Linked DNA regions of Mus musculus: regions 2 and 3 are each linked to region 1. A link is a contact called in public Hi-C and HiChIP or PLAC-seq data. All regions are on one chromosome and are shown on one strand. The core of a region is the stretch at or near the end of the contact, and the rest is flanking DNA. Distances in the headings are between cores, read along the strand shown.

Region 1 (5,039 bases), core at 1,314-3,813:
TTCTGCTTGTTGTGTTTTTCCAGCATTAAATATCTAACTCTTTGATCATACATAATAACACCTTACTCAGCTTTCAAAATATGCAACTCCTCTTGTGAAATCTGCCTCATTTTATACAACTCCATGCTGCTGCGTACCACTAGGCTCTGTATTCAACTCTATCACGGTCTAGTAACAGTATTTCACTTATTTCTTCATTCTTAAAACATAAAGAACCCACTGAGGCAGAGTGTAGAGTATGGGATGATAATATGCATTGGGATCTAACACACTTGGGGTTGAATTCTTATTTCCTTGTTAATAACTCAAACCTTTAGCAAGTTTCTTAAAGTCTAGGGACTCTAGTTTCTCAATTTTACAATGGCCTAATAGTAACTATACTGCTGCCATTTCCAGAGGTTGGAAAGGACTTAGTATGCTGTTTAACATATGGTGGGTCCCTAGTACATATATGTGATTAAAATATATATAAATTATACCTATTTAATCATACCGGTCACAATAGTATAATCACTTAATAAATATTTCATATTTCTTAAAATGTAAGATAGGAATTTTCTTACAATACAGAAAAAATATGAACTCTTACAAATAAAACTAGGTAAGTTCAACTCTTTTTTTTTTTTTTTTTTTTCGAGACAGGGTTTCTCTGTGTAGCCCTGGCTGTCCTGGAACTCACTCTGAAGACCAGGCTGGCCTCAAACTCAGAAATTTACCTGCCTCTGCCTTCCAAGTGCTGGGATTAAAGGTGTGCACCATCACTGCCCCGCTCAGGTTCAACTCTTTTTTTTTATTTTCTGAGACAGTGTTTCTCTGTATAGCCCTGGCTGTCCTGGAACTCACTTTGTAGACCAGGCTGGCCTCGAACTCAGAAATCCGCCTGTCTCTGCCTCCGGAGTGCTGGGATTAAAGGCGTGCACCACCACACCCGGCCAGATTCAACTCTTTTAAGACTTTTTGTTTTGCTAAAAAAGCAATAGTGCTTCGATTATACCTTTGAATCTCTTCCCCCTCCCTTTTGTTGTTGTTTTGTTTTCTGTTTGTATGTCTTTTGTTTTTTGAGACAGGGTCTCAATATGAAGCTCTGGGTGTTCTGGACCTTACCTCCAACTCAGAGAGCTGCCTGTCTCTGCTTCCGAGTGCTGGGATTAAGAGTGTGTGCCACCACACCCAGTTTTTTCCTTCCTCTTCATCTCCAAATATAAAACTCTCAATATCGTTTCAAAAAAAACCTATTACTATATGCATATACTCTTTAATTTCTCCTATGATTATTTCTGATCTGCCATTAAGTATTTCATAAACTGTAAGGGTTAGGCTTTTCCCTCTGAAATTGCTAGAGACAATTTTCTTCCCTTAGGTAGAGCAAAAATTTTTCTTTATACGTCTTCCATGACAACTTTATCTTTAGCATATGTATTCTATAATATTGGTACAATTTATATACCTTAGATATTAGAGACTGGAGGTAATATAAAACACATTGTATCTATAAAGTATTTCCTATAAAATATGAACTATTATTCATTTGTGCTATACCTCAGAGATATGCAGAATGTGGTTACTGTTTTACAAATGTCCTAATATTTTAAGTCATATTATGATATATTTATACACACACACACATAGATCAGAGGATAGTGGTAACAGTTCTTAAAACTCAAGTTTTAAAAATTCTTTTAAACTCCCTTTTTGTGTTGTTCAAAAGATTCCCTTCTTAAAATCCCATAATTATTAACTGAGGGTTGTCTTTCCAAGACAAAGGGTTTAAAGCAGTGTGTGTGTGTGTGTGTGTGTGTGTTGCTCCTTCCCTGGGACCCAATGCAGTCAGCCTAGGCAAGCACTCTACCACAAAGTTACAATTCCAGCATCAAGATTTTTATCCTGTTTCTAACTTTCCTCTCAGCCAGTGAACTCAACTATATCACCAAAATGGATCATGACCACAACCTTGCCAGTCCTGACAACACTGCAGAATAAGCACTGTGTTGATATATAGTTTGTACTTTACAATTGGAGAACAGAAATTATCTGCTGTATATTTTACAGCAACATGCTGTTTTCGGTTTACCTTTAAACACCACCTCAAAGAGCAGACTTAAGATAATGGCCCTAGAATATTTCGAAACTCGTGTGAAAGGTTGAAAGCAGAGTTGACAAACAGAATGAAAATCTAACAGGAAAGCAAAAGAAGAAAATTGGAAGGCAAATGTATCTATCTATACGAGAATAGTGCTTTGAAAAGAAACTTCATTGGGGTAGACTCTTGAAGGCCCATGGGGAGAAAAAGGACGGGGGCAGAGTGAGGGGCAAAGGGCACAGAGATCCAGATAAAAGAACTTTAGAGGTTCTTCTTTGACGGTTGAGCCAATCCCTTCGACAAATCCCAGTTTGGTATCAGTGGGCCCTGCCTGTTTTTATAAGTCACCTCTGTCACTCCTTTCTGCCAATGGCCCCTTCTAAAAAGCATGTTGTCACTCACCTCCGAGGACTGTGCCCAGGAAGATGCATTTCTTTTTGTGACGTTTCAGAAAATTCCACATTGATCTCAGCATCTCCAGACCCCGTGTTGTGTGGGTTGCCTAGGGGAGAGGGGCTGGCTCACCGTGTCTTCCGTCCACCTGGCCTGGACCTCCGGCAGCAGCGCGGTGGCGGCGCTAGGTGCTCTCCAGAAACCACAGACGTTTCTCTGAGCAGAGGTTGTGGCTTAAGCGGAGGAAGGGGGCGTGGACTAGAGCGGAGCAGCGACGCTTTCGGTCCCCCAGCCGCCGCTTACTGATCCGGGACGCCTGGGTCCGTCCGCAAATAGCTCCCGGGTGCCTCGTCTTTTCCCGTCCTCCTGGAAGCAAGGTCCGCTCCCGCCGCGTTCCGCTGTCCTCTCTTCTCTCGTCCCTCGGCCCGGAGTCTCTGAGCGGCGGAGGTATGGAGGAGAAGGTGGAGTCCACCACTACTCCAGACGGCCCGTGCGTGGTGTCCGTACAGGAGACGGAAAAGTGGATGGAGGAGGCGATGCGAATGGTGAGGAATCGGGCAGGTGGATGCTGAGAGCGCAAACTTTCTCCCGGCCATATCCTGACCAGAGTAGTTGAGCAAATGTGCCGGGCGCGCTATCTATCATGTCTGAAAATACCTGAAGCAGCAACTTGTTTTATTCTAGGGGGAATTTTTCTTTAGCTTTGTCTCATAGTAATTGGGGTGAAGGGAAAATACAGAAACGGTTCGATTGATGTATTACAGGGAGTCTTATCTGCCGCCTGGGGATGTGTGCTCCCTACCTGCCTATCTTCCTTCCCATGTGGACACATACTTTCAAATCCATAAAGCCACATTATTTTATGGCTTGCTCCCATATAATGGGAGGAAGCTGATGTTTCTGTAAAGGGTCATATCAAAACGTGTCCTGGTACAATCCTCACCGATGATGTGTCTACTCTTTCTACGATACTTTTCTCTGCCCTTGTATTCCCTTCCTTCCTGCGATTCTTATAGATTGCTCATCATGGAGAGCTCTGGTCGTATTTTTACATGTTTTCCCAAGCTTATTACCCATATCGATGTGTGGCAGGGATAGACGTTTGTGGCAGGGATATACATACAAACTATGTATGTATACACAGTTTGATGCTGGGTTTTCATTCTGTGAACATGGAACACCAATTTGTTTACAGCATTGTAAAGGCCTTAAAACTGAGCTCAGCCTTTGGTGTGGGGATATTATTTTTGTTTATTCTTTTACAAAATTAAAATATCTCACCTTTTTATTCTAATGGTTACAGAAGTTCACCTTCATAAGAAATTAAAATCTAGAAGACAGAAACATGTTTTCCACCCCACGCCCCCAGACAAATGGCATAATGCATTCTTTTAATTTTTTAATTAACATCTTTTTTTTTTTTTTTTTTTTTTTTGGTCATCTTTCTCAGAGCTCGGGGTGGGAAGAAGAGAGCCTTTGTTCATCAGTTGTCGAGTTGAGAATTTGTTGGTTTAAGGAAGATCAAGTCACCATTTCAGTGGCAGAGCTTTGGCCTCTTCCAAAGAAGGCCAGCTTCTTAAGTTCAAATCCATCTAAACAGTTAGACCTATTTGACTCAACTCTTTTGCATTTGTGACAAAGGGAAGGGACAGACTGGAAGAAATGGGAGGGGCAATGGAAAGTCTGAGACTGGGTGGAGTGTTGTGGATTTTCAGCCTCAAGCTTTGAACTTGTCCATAGAGGAAATGCATGCACATTTGCATGTATTTGCCCTGGGAAGCAGTTCTTCTCAATCAACCCCCATAGACTGCTTTCCTAGAGCTTCACTTTCTCTCAATGGCCGTTGCATCTGCTCAGCCACTCACCAGCATCCTGGCCTACAAGCTGTGCCTTAGCAATTATGTTGTATGTCTCTTTAAGGTAGCCCTATCATTTCTAGTGAGATAAATTTGCTGGAAGGAGAGAGAGAGAGAGAGAGAGAGAGAGAGAGAGAGAGAGAGAGAGAGAACGAACCCAGAGGAACTAGGTACCAAGAAGCCCAGTCCTCCGTTGACCTGGAAGTAGAGAAAGGCTGCCAAGACAGCAATGTTCTGCAGCATGTTGGGTGCACAGTGGATAAAGCTCTTGACACTCCCTATCTCTTTGCTTCTACCTATGTACTTCCCACTTGGTTGGGGAGTTTAAAAATAAGTGATTGTTGTGTGCACATGTGTGTGGAGCAGGTGCACATGTGTGTGTATGTATCTGTGTGTGTGTGCTCGAATGTGTGTGAAGATTCCAGGACAACTTTTGGGAGGAGAGAAATTTTTCTCCTTCCATTTTTTCTCCTTCCACTGTAGGTTCTGCGGATGGAACTCATCATCATGCTTTCACAGTGAATCCTGCTGCGCCATCTTACTGGCCCAGCCATCTCACTAGCCCAGTCTTCGATTCTCTTCTACATGTCTGAAGCGGCTCACATTACCGTATCCTGTGCTCCAGGGTGCAGTCTTACCGAAAGCCTTGTCACGTGTCTCTCCCTTACTAACTCCTCCCTCTCCTCTTGTCGCTCAAACCACTCTAAACC
Region 2 (4,874 bases), core at 1,700-4,199, 130 kb after region 1:
GCGACACTTCTGGAGCTCGGATCATAGTTTGAACCCCGGAGGCAGAGTGAAGTGTGAAGCTTCTGAAGATGCCTCGGAAGCACAAGTCTGAGCAACTGGTGGCCTGTTGTTGACACCGGAAAGATGACTTCAGGATGTCTGGTGTGTTTCTGGTATGAGTAATGGATGGCTGATGATGTTGGGGCTGGGGGAGGGGGTGCAAGTTGGTGCATGGGATAGGGAATTTAGGTATGGCCAGAGGCGGTTTTGTAATTGCTAAATGAGTAGATATAACATATGCTTAGGAGAGTTTCTGAACTGATGATCACAGAAGAGACGGGATGACTCAGGGAGAGTGAAGGAGCTGGCACTGGGCACTGAAGAACTCCAATATGGGGTTTTGTGTAGATGGAAAAAGACCACAAAGAAACTAAGAGAGATTGCCATGATCCTCGGACATGGGAGATATTCGTGGGAAGACTGACAAGAGTCCTGAAGTTACAGGAAGACGGTGTTTTGAAAAGTAGGGATAATGCAACAATAGAGATCCTACAAAGCATGTGCAACTTCAATGAACAAAAGTCACTGGTGATGTCTTGTGACATCTGTACAGGTTTTGCTAATGAACAGTTAAGCCACACTGAGGTGGGCTAATAATAGTAACAATATGTACTCTGGGCATATGCAAAGCTGAACATTAATATTATCATAGTGATCCAACAGTCTTTTGAGGGTGATGGGTACTATTAATCATCTAGTCTACAGATAAGAAGAATGAGACAGAGAGGGGTCACATGACTATCCCAAGTCATACATTAGGAACATGACTCAGGCTCAGCCAGTCAGAGTCAGGAGTTCATTCTCCAAACAGTACAGTGTCCTGACTGTTTTTTTTTTTCCTTTTAAAGATTTATTTATTTATTTTATGCATAAGTACACTTTTGCTCTCTTCAGACACACCAGAAGAGGGCATCAGATCCCATTATGGATGGTTGTGAGCCACCATGTGGTTGCTGGGAATTGAACTCAGGACCTCTGGAACAACAGTTCGTGCTCTTAACCGCTGAGCCATCTCTCCAGGCCCTGTGTCCTGACTTTTAAACATGAATGTGAGAATGGATACAATATGGTGTAGGGAAGTCGTGAGAGCAGCTCAGCTGTGACACACTGGGCAGCAGGTAGGTGCCCAGGGACTGTTCGTACAAGAGCAGTGTTTGTAAGGCAGAGTCAAGAAATGGGTTCAGATATTGACTGGAAGCGTCTAGAAGGGAGACTAAAGTCATCAAGGAATGAGGTCATCAGTGGAAGGTTACAGAGTAGTTTGGGTGGAGGGGGTATGTGCTGAGCACAGGTTTGGAGACTCCCTGCCGGGGAGGAGAAAATGGGCACTAAAAAAAATGTTTGCAGAGGTGGCCAGTTAGATCCCTTCCTTGTCCTGAAATAAAAGGTGAAAGGCATAAGGGGAATGAGGGAGAGGGGTAGACAGAGATGCAGGTTGCATCAAAGAGACGGCAGCATCCACTCAGTCAGTGATTCCGAAAGCCAAGGGGAAAGCAACCTTAGTGACAGGATGGTTGGAGGGAGCTGAGAGGCTGAGGAAGGCTCACAGGGAAAGTTATCTGTGAGCAGGCAAGGTCAACAGCGCCTCTAATTCTTAGCTCTCCAGGGACACGGAGAGCAACTGAGAACCAGCCCTTTTGGGTGGGAGAGGATGGAACTGAACAATCAGTACTGGGGATTGGCATGGACAGTATGCTCAGGCCTTCTTAGTTCACGTGCAGAGCTAAGGAACTCATGTGACCCGCACACTGGTGAACACTGTGAGGGACCCGGGGCAAATCACCGTCAGGTGGGAAATTCTCAGTTGTCCACACAGGCTTCTTGTTAGAATCCAAGAAAACAATGCTTTTTCGGCAAAGCACTTGTGAAAAAAAATGAGCAGATTGGGATAATGGGAAAGCAATGACATTCTCGGCTCCCAAGGGAGAGCTGAGCTCTGGAAATAACTTAATACGTGAACCATAGGAACGTTTCAGAAAAAAAAAAAAATGCTTTCAACATTCTCAATAGAGAATTCAGAGAGACAATCACCATGAAAGAGGAGCAAGGCCCATGAGAACAGGACATAGAATGAAAATAAAAACGCTGTTTGGGAAAGAGAAAGAGACTCTGCAGACATGCAGGATTCTTTTTATTTTTCCTGCTTAGAGAGATGAAAGACTTTCATGAGGGACTCTTCTTATGAGTTCATTAGTCTCCACAACTCTGAGAGGCAGATGTTTGTTCCCATTTTAGAGGAGGCAAAAACCAAAGTTCCCGTGACCTCTGACTATGGCAGTACATACTCGGTTGCTTGCTCTTGGAAAATTCTTGTCTCAAAGTTTCACTTGTCATTGGGCCATGGAGATACCTCAGTGCCAGACTTCCCTCTGGTAAAGCAGTTTCCTCTGCAGCTTATCTATTTCAGGACAGAAACGGAAGGACAGTGGCCTGTCCCACGGCTGCCCCTCCCTTACTTGCTGTATCCCTCCCGGCTCAGCTGTGAGGCATACAGAAGGTCCTGAGACCACATTCCAGCCTCAGCATCAACAGTCACCAAGGATTCTCCAGTGCTTGCCTTTATGAGTATGGAGAGGTACCTCCTTCTCAGGAGGCTCCACAGAACTCATAGTCAAGTAGCAAGGGCACTCACTGCCCCTTACCAGTCTAGGCTGGGAGAGCTGGGGAGAGGGCCTTGGAGGAGAGTGAGCTGCTTTGACGGTGGGAAGGGAGTCCTTAGCTACCTCTTCACTAGCCAAGGTATCACACTTTTGGCTTGAACCCTGGACTCTACTACCGGAAAATCTGAAAAACGTAACAAAACAGTCCCCCCAAACCCAAAAGTACTATAAAAGACATAAAAGTCAACAGGAGAGGCCACTATGGGGGGAATAAAAGGCTCAGGTCGAGCAGGAGGAAATGAAACCTTCTAATGATGACAGTAAAGGTTGACTCAGCTGGTGAGGAGGCATTCTATTGAGTGGGACTTTAATATGATCTAGATTTCCACCTTCATTCTAATTTTTTCTCATGTCTAAGAAGATTATTTTTTACAGTACATCTTTTTGTCAAAAATCTTCAGTGTGTCTGAAGATAATGCAGGTAAGGAGAAAGCTCCTGCTTTCATTTCAGCGGGAGCTTGAGAAGACACGGAAAGGTGGCAACAAGAAAAACAAGGAGGATCCCAGGAGTCTGTGGCTGACTTCGGTGGGACGTAGACTTCAGACCTGAAACCATTTGGGACTGGATCGTAAAAGGGAAATCACACTGACGTCTGAGTTAACTTTTTTTTTTTTTTTTTAATGTTGTGAAGTTGTTTAATGAACACATTTGGGATAATGAGATTCGGAATATGGAATCTGTCTTAAAGCATCAGGGCTGTGAGACAATAAATGGCAGATTTTCATGTTCCTCAGAGTTGTTTTTGATTTCTAAAGTACAGACTGTGTGAATGAGGGAAGTGAGTCACACAGTGAGGGGAAGAACTCAGCACCCTAACTGGAATGCTCAAATCCTGAAGAAGAAAACATCGGAGCTTTCATTGCTGTGTGCCGAGGAGCTTCTGAGACCTGACTGCACCAAATGAGTTTCTACTGGGATGGAGGCCTTGGACTGTGGGCTCTGCAGGAAAGCACGGGGTCCTCCCAGCCCCCGCGGACTCATTCCGTCCTTTTCCATAACTTCAACCCAAGAAAGCAGGGGCTCAAAAAGGTGAAGTGGGAGAAGCTGGGGCCCCAACCCAGGAAAGGGTCTTAATCCCCAGACCTGACCACACTTGATGTTTTCTTCAAAATACATAGAAAAACAAAACTTTCCATAATAAATTCAGCCGCAGGACTACTGACACAGGAGGCAGCAGGGGCATAGTTAACTGTGGACTCTGAGCCCATGTACATGAGCTTGCACTATCACTTTGGTAATAGGCTATTAGTGTGTCTCAGGCAAGCTATCCATCCTCTGTGAGCTTTTATTCCTTCTCTGTAAAATGGGTAAGAAATGCTTGCCTTACTGCAGAGTGATCTGAAGGTAATAAAAGAGCATTTGAAAAGCGTGTAACAGCATAGCATCTGTCTCCAAGGAGCAGTACCATGATCCATGATACTCATCATTCTGCTGTAGACCAAGGGCTCCCAGCGCACGCTCAGCGTTTTAGAAAAGGCTACAGAGAAATGTGTAGGGGGTGGTGGTGGAGGGGGGTGTGTGGGAAGGGAGTTAAGAGCGCCTCAGAAGTGGACAGAATACTTGTGTCTCAAGTATTGGAGCAACTAAGAGGGAACCACGGCAGGCAGGCATACATGCGTCTGAGGAGTCTAGAGTGACCAAGGGAAGACCCCGATGGAGCTGGGGGTGGGGGGAACAAGCTCAGAGATGACAGTGAACGAAGGTCCTCAATGACCCTATCCAAATCTAGAAGGAGAATAGAACGAGACAGGAAGGAGACTTAGGAGCCTGGAGAACCAGAGTCCAACAAGAGTAGCCAGACAGCCTGGCCAGCAGCCCTGAGGTACAGTCAACTTGCCATGCTCAGCAGTGGAAAGAAGACCCATTTATTGTATAATTATCACACGATAAGAGGAATTGTTTTCCCCATCTTGGCATGGAGTTCTGGAATGATTGAGTACAACACCGGTATGCTGTCAGAAGTCTTCGTTTCCTGACTCTCTCACTGTTGGGTCACTGGTATGTCAGGCCACGAGACAGTCTGGAAGGGAGCAAAAGCCAGTCCCTTTTGACAATAATTAAACCCTTGGATTTGTATAATGTGACTTGACTCGAGGGGCATTGTTTAGCTTTTGGCAGAGTTCTGAATGCCTAGGGCAGAACACCAAAGGAAAAAAGTCTACGTTGAAAGCTCT
Region 3 (5,096 bases), core at 1,742-4,241, 240 kb before region 1:
TCCTCCTGTGCCCTGCTTTCTAGTGTGGTCCCCTCAGGAAGCAGCTGGCATGTCGCAGCAGCTCAGTGGAGATCCTAGGACTCCTCATGGACTGGCAACAACTTGTGCCTGTGGCTTTTCACTAGGGGTTGTAGCCACCTTACCTTTGCATGTAACACGGTTAGTTCAACTCAGTTGTAGGAAATCAACTACTTGGCTACTTGCGATTGTAGCAAAACATATAGGAGAACAAAATGCTTTCTGGCAATAAGATTATTGCTAGAACCCAAAAACTGTCCCTGTAGGTGGGAAGATTTGTTCCTCCATAGTAGAGATTAATGATGACCAGTTTCAACAGGACAGCAAGTAAAGAATACCAGGCTCTGAATTGTCCCTTTTTGCCTCACGTAAAGAGAGACAGACACCATCAGTGAAGAGAAGTCTAACTCGAAGCCACCTTTCAGGCACTCTTATCTGGAACTATTTTCCAGCGATCATGTCTCACTTTAAGTCTTCAGAAAGTTACTGAACCCTCACCCTGAGACCCTTCACTAGAAGACTCAGCTGGAGTGGATCTAAACATGAAGACAAGAAACCCGTGCTCCTACTGAGCATGGGGGAGGATCGCATGCTTGGGCGAGTTTATAAAATGTCACCCCTCAGGGTGTAACACGCCAACTGTGCATCAGGACCTGGCCTCTCTGACAAGGCAGTAGTACCCTGAGAAAATGCAGGGAAGTTACAATAAGCCTACACAGAGCTCAAAACAGAATCTTTCTTAAAATGTCAGTATAGCAAACATTTTTATTAAGTTAGTCTACTTATCCATAAGACTTTTAAACTTTCATACATTGTTTTTTTTTTTAAAGTTCATTGCAATAAGTAGGGTCAAAGTTGAGATTCCATGTGACAATCATCCGAGAGAAAAAAAGGCCTTTTGAAATAAGTTCAAACACTATCTGCAAAAACTAAAATTAAAGTCTTTCTACATAAGAGGAAATGATGGTCACAGCTGATTGGAAGGGTGGCTGGTATCTGTGCTAACTGCAGCAGGTTTGTTCTTGCTACCCTACGTCCCAGCCAAGCTATCAAGCAACCATGAAACAAAGGAAAGGCATTCTCTAACACAAGACCGCGCCCCCCCCCCCCCATAGGTCCCATAAGCCTCCGTCAAGATGCTATCTGTGGGCTTTGCCAAATCAAAGGATCAGATCCAGGAAGAAGATCCATGTACAGGGTATGACATGGGATCCAGCCATCTGAGAGAATCGGACAGAGGAGGCAAAGGCCTACTACGAAACCCCTCCGGAGCAAACTGGAGAGAGCCCTATATATTCAAATAGAGGGAGAAGAGATTGACCTAATGAGAGACTGGGGTGGGGTGAGAGTTCAGGACACAGCACATGAAAAGAGGGGTACAAATGCTATGCTAGAGAGTGAAAGCAAGCAGAGGTCAGCTGTGACTAGGCTATTTATTTACTTATTCAAGTTATATGGACTCCTCAGCTAACCGAAAGTCCAAATAAGATTGCTGGGAGCAGGGTGAAGTGGGAGAACAGAATAGACACCACTTGAAGTGGCGGCAAGGAAGGGAAGGCCCCCACATGTTTAGTTTCCACTCTGGGGGGTCAGGAGACTGAGTCACAGAGTAAGTATCAACGTAAGGGTGCCGTTGAGACACCAGAGGTACACAGGGCAGGATGGACAGACATCACTCTGAATTTCCTAGCTGCTTCCTAAATGTCTTCCTACCGCTCTGGGAACACATGGCCAGGCGAAAACAGCTGTTCATTTTGTCCACAGGGAGGTTTTGTGTCAGGGACAGAACTACAAACAAGATAGATAAACTGCTGCATAAGAGAATGTTCTTCAGCTCCTTGATGCCCCAGTCTACGGGAATGCCAGGTCCAGGAAGCGGGAGTGGGTGGCTTGGTGAGCAGGGGGAGGGGGACGGGGATAGGGGGTTTTTGAAGGGGAAACCAGGAAAGGGGGTAACATTTGAAATGTAAATATAATAATAATAATAATAATAATAATAATAATAATAATAATACATTAAGAGAGAGAGAGAGAATGTCCTTCAGCTTGGGGAGCTACTACTCTGAGAAAAGGAGACACGGAAAAAATGCACAGAAGCAAGGCCATCTGAGTGTTAGGAGCCGTGAGGGAGCTGGGGGCTGTGAGTGGGAGCAGTGGGCCAGTCTGGATAGGCAGGGAGGATCTCTGCGAAGATTCTGGAATGCAGGTATCAAACTACGGAGCCAGTGATGACAGCCTACAGTGGGAGCCATGGCTGCTAAGGTCTGTGGGGAGGACAAAATGAATGGCAGCGGCAAAAGCACCAGAGGGAGACCCTCCTCAGGGCCAAGAGAGAGGTCAGACAGAAGGGGCACATATCACGTAGCATTGTGCGGAGCCTTGGGGGCCAGATGGAGAAGTCTGGATTTCATTCTAAGTACAACAGGACCGTTTTGAGATGGACGGCAACGTGAAGTATGCTTTTGAAAAATGGCTTTAGCTGTCAAACATCAAACCAACTGCAGAGAAAGGATCTGCTGCAGTTATCCAGGCAGTAGCAGGCTAGGGCTTGGAAGGTGGCGGTAGACGCAGAATGAAAACTACCGGCTGGGATGGTTTTGGATGGAGACTCGGAAGGATGACCACCCCTAGGCTTGTGACTTAAAGAAATTCAGCAAGTCAAGGGAAGCGCTGGTGTGGAGTGTAAAATCAAGCCTTCTGTTTAGGTGTTTTATATGTCCATGAAGTAGTCAAGCAACCTTGTCAAATAGGCATGGCACCCTCACTGTGAAGTGGCTTTCAAATGGGTGACATCCTCTTGCCCCCTTCTCCAGACCCCCTGAGGATCAAGCGTCTCATTGCTGGGTTACTCTTGCCTGCCTGGTGTTGGTCCAGCCTTCAGTTTGTCCCTGTGAAACCTATACTATACAGAAGGCAGCAGGCACACGCCTCAAGCAAAGCAATACTGTAACAATTTCTCTGGTTAAACAAAAGATGTCTTTAGTGGTTCCCACTTGGGAACCCCACGCCCCCACCCTTGCTCTGATTAGATACTGCTTTGGCCCTGACCCTGATTTTTGTATCCAGACCACTAGCAACGCCCTCTCTTCTGGTCTCATTTCTCTATAGCTCCATTAAGCATCTTGTAGGCGAGGTCTGTGTAGGTTTCTTCCCCACAGCTCAGCATAACACCTTACAAATAACTGGTTCAGGAGCTACTGACTGGATAAAGGGCCACTCTTTTCTGCCTTCTAATATCCCCTTATAAACCAAGCTAGCTTGCAGGGATCTGCAATGAAGCATATAGCAGCAAAGCTTTCCAGTATACTCTTTAGCAAAACAGCACTTCAGTTCTCTCTGGCAACCCACATTTCCTTAGGATTAAGGACTGCAGTGTTAGTCTTGCCAGGAGGATTATAGGAAAAAAATATTCCATCCCTCGAAATGAAAATAAGTGGAAGGGTAGTTTATAAGTATAAATGATAATGGTCAGAGCAACCTTTTGGTAAGCAACACTATTTGCACGTTCCCACCGCACCACAGTGCTATTCGGTTTTTTTGTTCCCTCTGCTTCAGATGGGGGAATGGAAGAGGAACGGGCGTGTTTGTTTTTTTAAAGCTATTTTTTACCTCAATATCACTTTTAGATCAGTTGAGTCTTCAGTAAATATTAATCTTTTTTTTTTTCCTCCTAAGAATAGAAGCCAGCAGTTGCCTGTTAACACTGAAGGACTCCAAAGAAAGCATGTAACGTTTTCTTCCCCTCTATTGGAACTAAAGAGGCTTAAGTCACAGAACTGACAATGAAAGCTTATTGCCTTTCTTACTGCATCAGGTAAGAAGTTAAAGCTGGACTTGTCTGCTGGTTATTGTGGTTTCAGACTGCTGGAGATCAAATCAATTCAAACTATAAATATTTGACACCACCCATAGCCAGATCTGATGAGCTAGGTACCAGGGTAGAGGAAGTGATAACCACATTTCTGATTGTTTTCTATCTTTAAAAGTGAGAGAGGAGCTGGAGAGATGGCTCAGCGGTTAAGAGCACTGACTGCTCTTCCAGAGGTCCTGAGTTCAAATCCCAGCAACCACATGGTGGCTCACAACCATCTGTAACAAGATCTGATTCCCTCTTTTGGTGTCTGAAGACAGCTACAGTGTACTTACATAAAATAAATAAAATAAATCTTTAAAAAAAAAGTGAGAGAGAAAAGCTGGGGGCTTGGTGGCACATGCCTTTAATCCCAGCACTAAAGAACTAGAGGCAGGCAGATCTCTGTGTTTGAGGCCAGCCTGGTCTACATAGTTCCAGGACAGCTAACACTACATAGTGATACTCTGCCTAGGAAAAACAAACAAATAGACAGACAGATAAACAAAAAACCCCAAAATAAAAACTAAAAAACACTCAAAGTGAGAAAGAAGTTAAATCTTGGGGGAAGATTTAACTTGGTCGCATCAGTACCTGTGGCACTTCAGCTATCTCCATTAGATAAACAAGGCCAAGTAGAAGCAAGAGTATCAAACGTCTAACTTGGAGTCCACGCTTACGGATGAAAGGTAATACTGGCTCTGGGTCAATGTGTCTTCTGGGATGTTCAGCTCAGACAGCTTCCATGGAAACCTTGACTTTGATCATGTCTAAATGAGGAAAGGCCATGGTGGTCGCAATACCTCCAAGAAGCATCAGTTCCTTTGAACATTACTTTTCATATTTTGGTACTTACCATGATGATCATCATTTAAAAAGTACTTTTAGAATCTTTTGAAAATGATTCTGTGTGTCTGTGTGTCTGTGTGTGTGTGTGCGTGCACGTGCACACATCTGCACATGTACATTCATGGGATAGGCATGGGTGTAGTGAGCCACTGCACAAGTGTAGAGGTCAAAGACAGCCGTGTTCACACTACAGGTCAGGGTTTTATATAGGTTCTGGTTCTGGTTCAAACTCAGATCCTCATACCTGGGCAGCGTATGCTTTTTACCCACAGAGCCCTCTCTCTCTAGGCCCTAACTAGCTTTTCTACAACATGCCTATGTCTCAACTGGTCCCATAAATCTTTCAGCATTTTGACTCCTAAGTTACTTTTAATGTGGA

The links. Hi-C and Micro-C count contacts between places; a contact is called where the count stands out from the background. HiChIP or PLAC-seq counts read pairs in DNA pulled down with a chosen protein or histone mark.
Region 2: an H3K4me3 HiChIP or PLAC-seq map of bone marrow-derived macrophages shows a contact between it and region 1, with 2.0 times the contacts expected there. The contact joins the enhancer-like site here to the promoter of Adat2 in region 1. A contact is called at or near these places in 3 of 39 promoter capture datasets (the 3T3-L1 cell line and 3T3-L1-derived adipocytes), 7 of 484 Hi-C or Micro-C datasets (3T3-L1-derived adipocytes, adipose-derived mesenchymal stem cells, cortical neurons and 4 more), 1 of 115 datasets of contacts at active chromatin or transcription factors (bone marrow-derived macrophages) and 1 of 9 other capture datasets (pancreatic islet).
Region 3: a contact with region 1 is called in a Hi-C map of Sertoli cells, with 2.3 times the contacts expected there. The contact joins the enhancer-like site here to the promoter of Adat2 in region 1. A contact is called at or near these places in 2 of 484 Hi-C or Micro-C datasets (Sertoli cells and embryonic stem cells) and 2 of 9 other capture datasets (adipose tissue and liver).

The regions. Positions count from the first base shown.
Region 1 is chr10:13,550,344-13,555,382 of GRCm38.p6, forward strand. Adat2 (adenosine deaminase, tRNA-specific 2) reads left to right here and starts at 2,564. Exons shown (of 6, transcript NM_025748.4): 1 at 2,564-3,018. The coding sequence starts at 2,923. Pex3 (peroxisomal biogenesis factor 3) reads right to left here and starts at 2,799. Exons shown (of 12, transcript NM_019961.3): 1 at 2,483-2,799. The coding sequence starts at 2,555.
Region 2 is chr10:13,683,887-13,688,760 of GRCm38.p6, forward strand. All of the region lies in intron 4 of Aig1 (androgen-induced 1), which reads right to left. Among named protein-coding and RNA genes, the nearest start is that of Pex3, 130 kb to the left of the region's middle. Within about 2 kb of position 2,950, at least 44 of the 459 cell types and tissues checked have an H3K27ac peak or open chromatin away from gene starts, as enhancers often do. A contact at or near this core is called in bone marrow-derived macrophages and pre-megakaryocyte-erythroid progenitors, where this site is marked.
Region 3 is chr10:13,312,175-13,317,270 of GRCm38.p6, forward strand. All of the region lies in intron 1 of Phactr2 (phosphatase and actin regulator 2), which reads right to left. Among named protein-coding and RNA genes, the nearest start is that of Gm46211, 88 kb to the left of the region's middle. Within about 2 kb of position 2,992, at least 13 of the 459 cell types and tissues checked have an H3K27ac peak or open chromatin away from gene starts, as enhancers often do. A contact at or near this core is called in Sertoli cells, where this site is marked.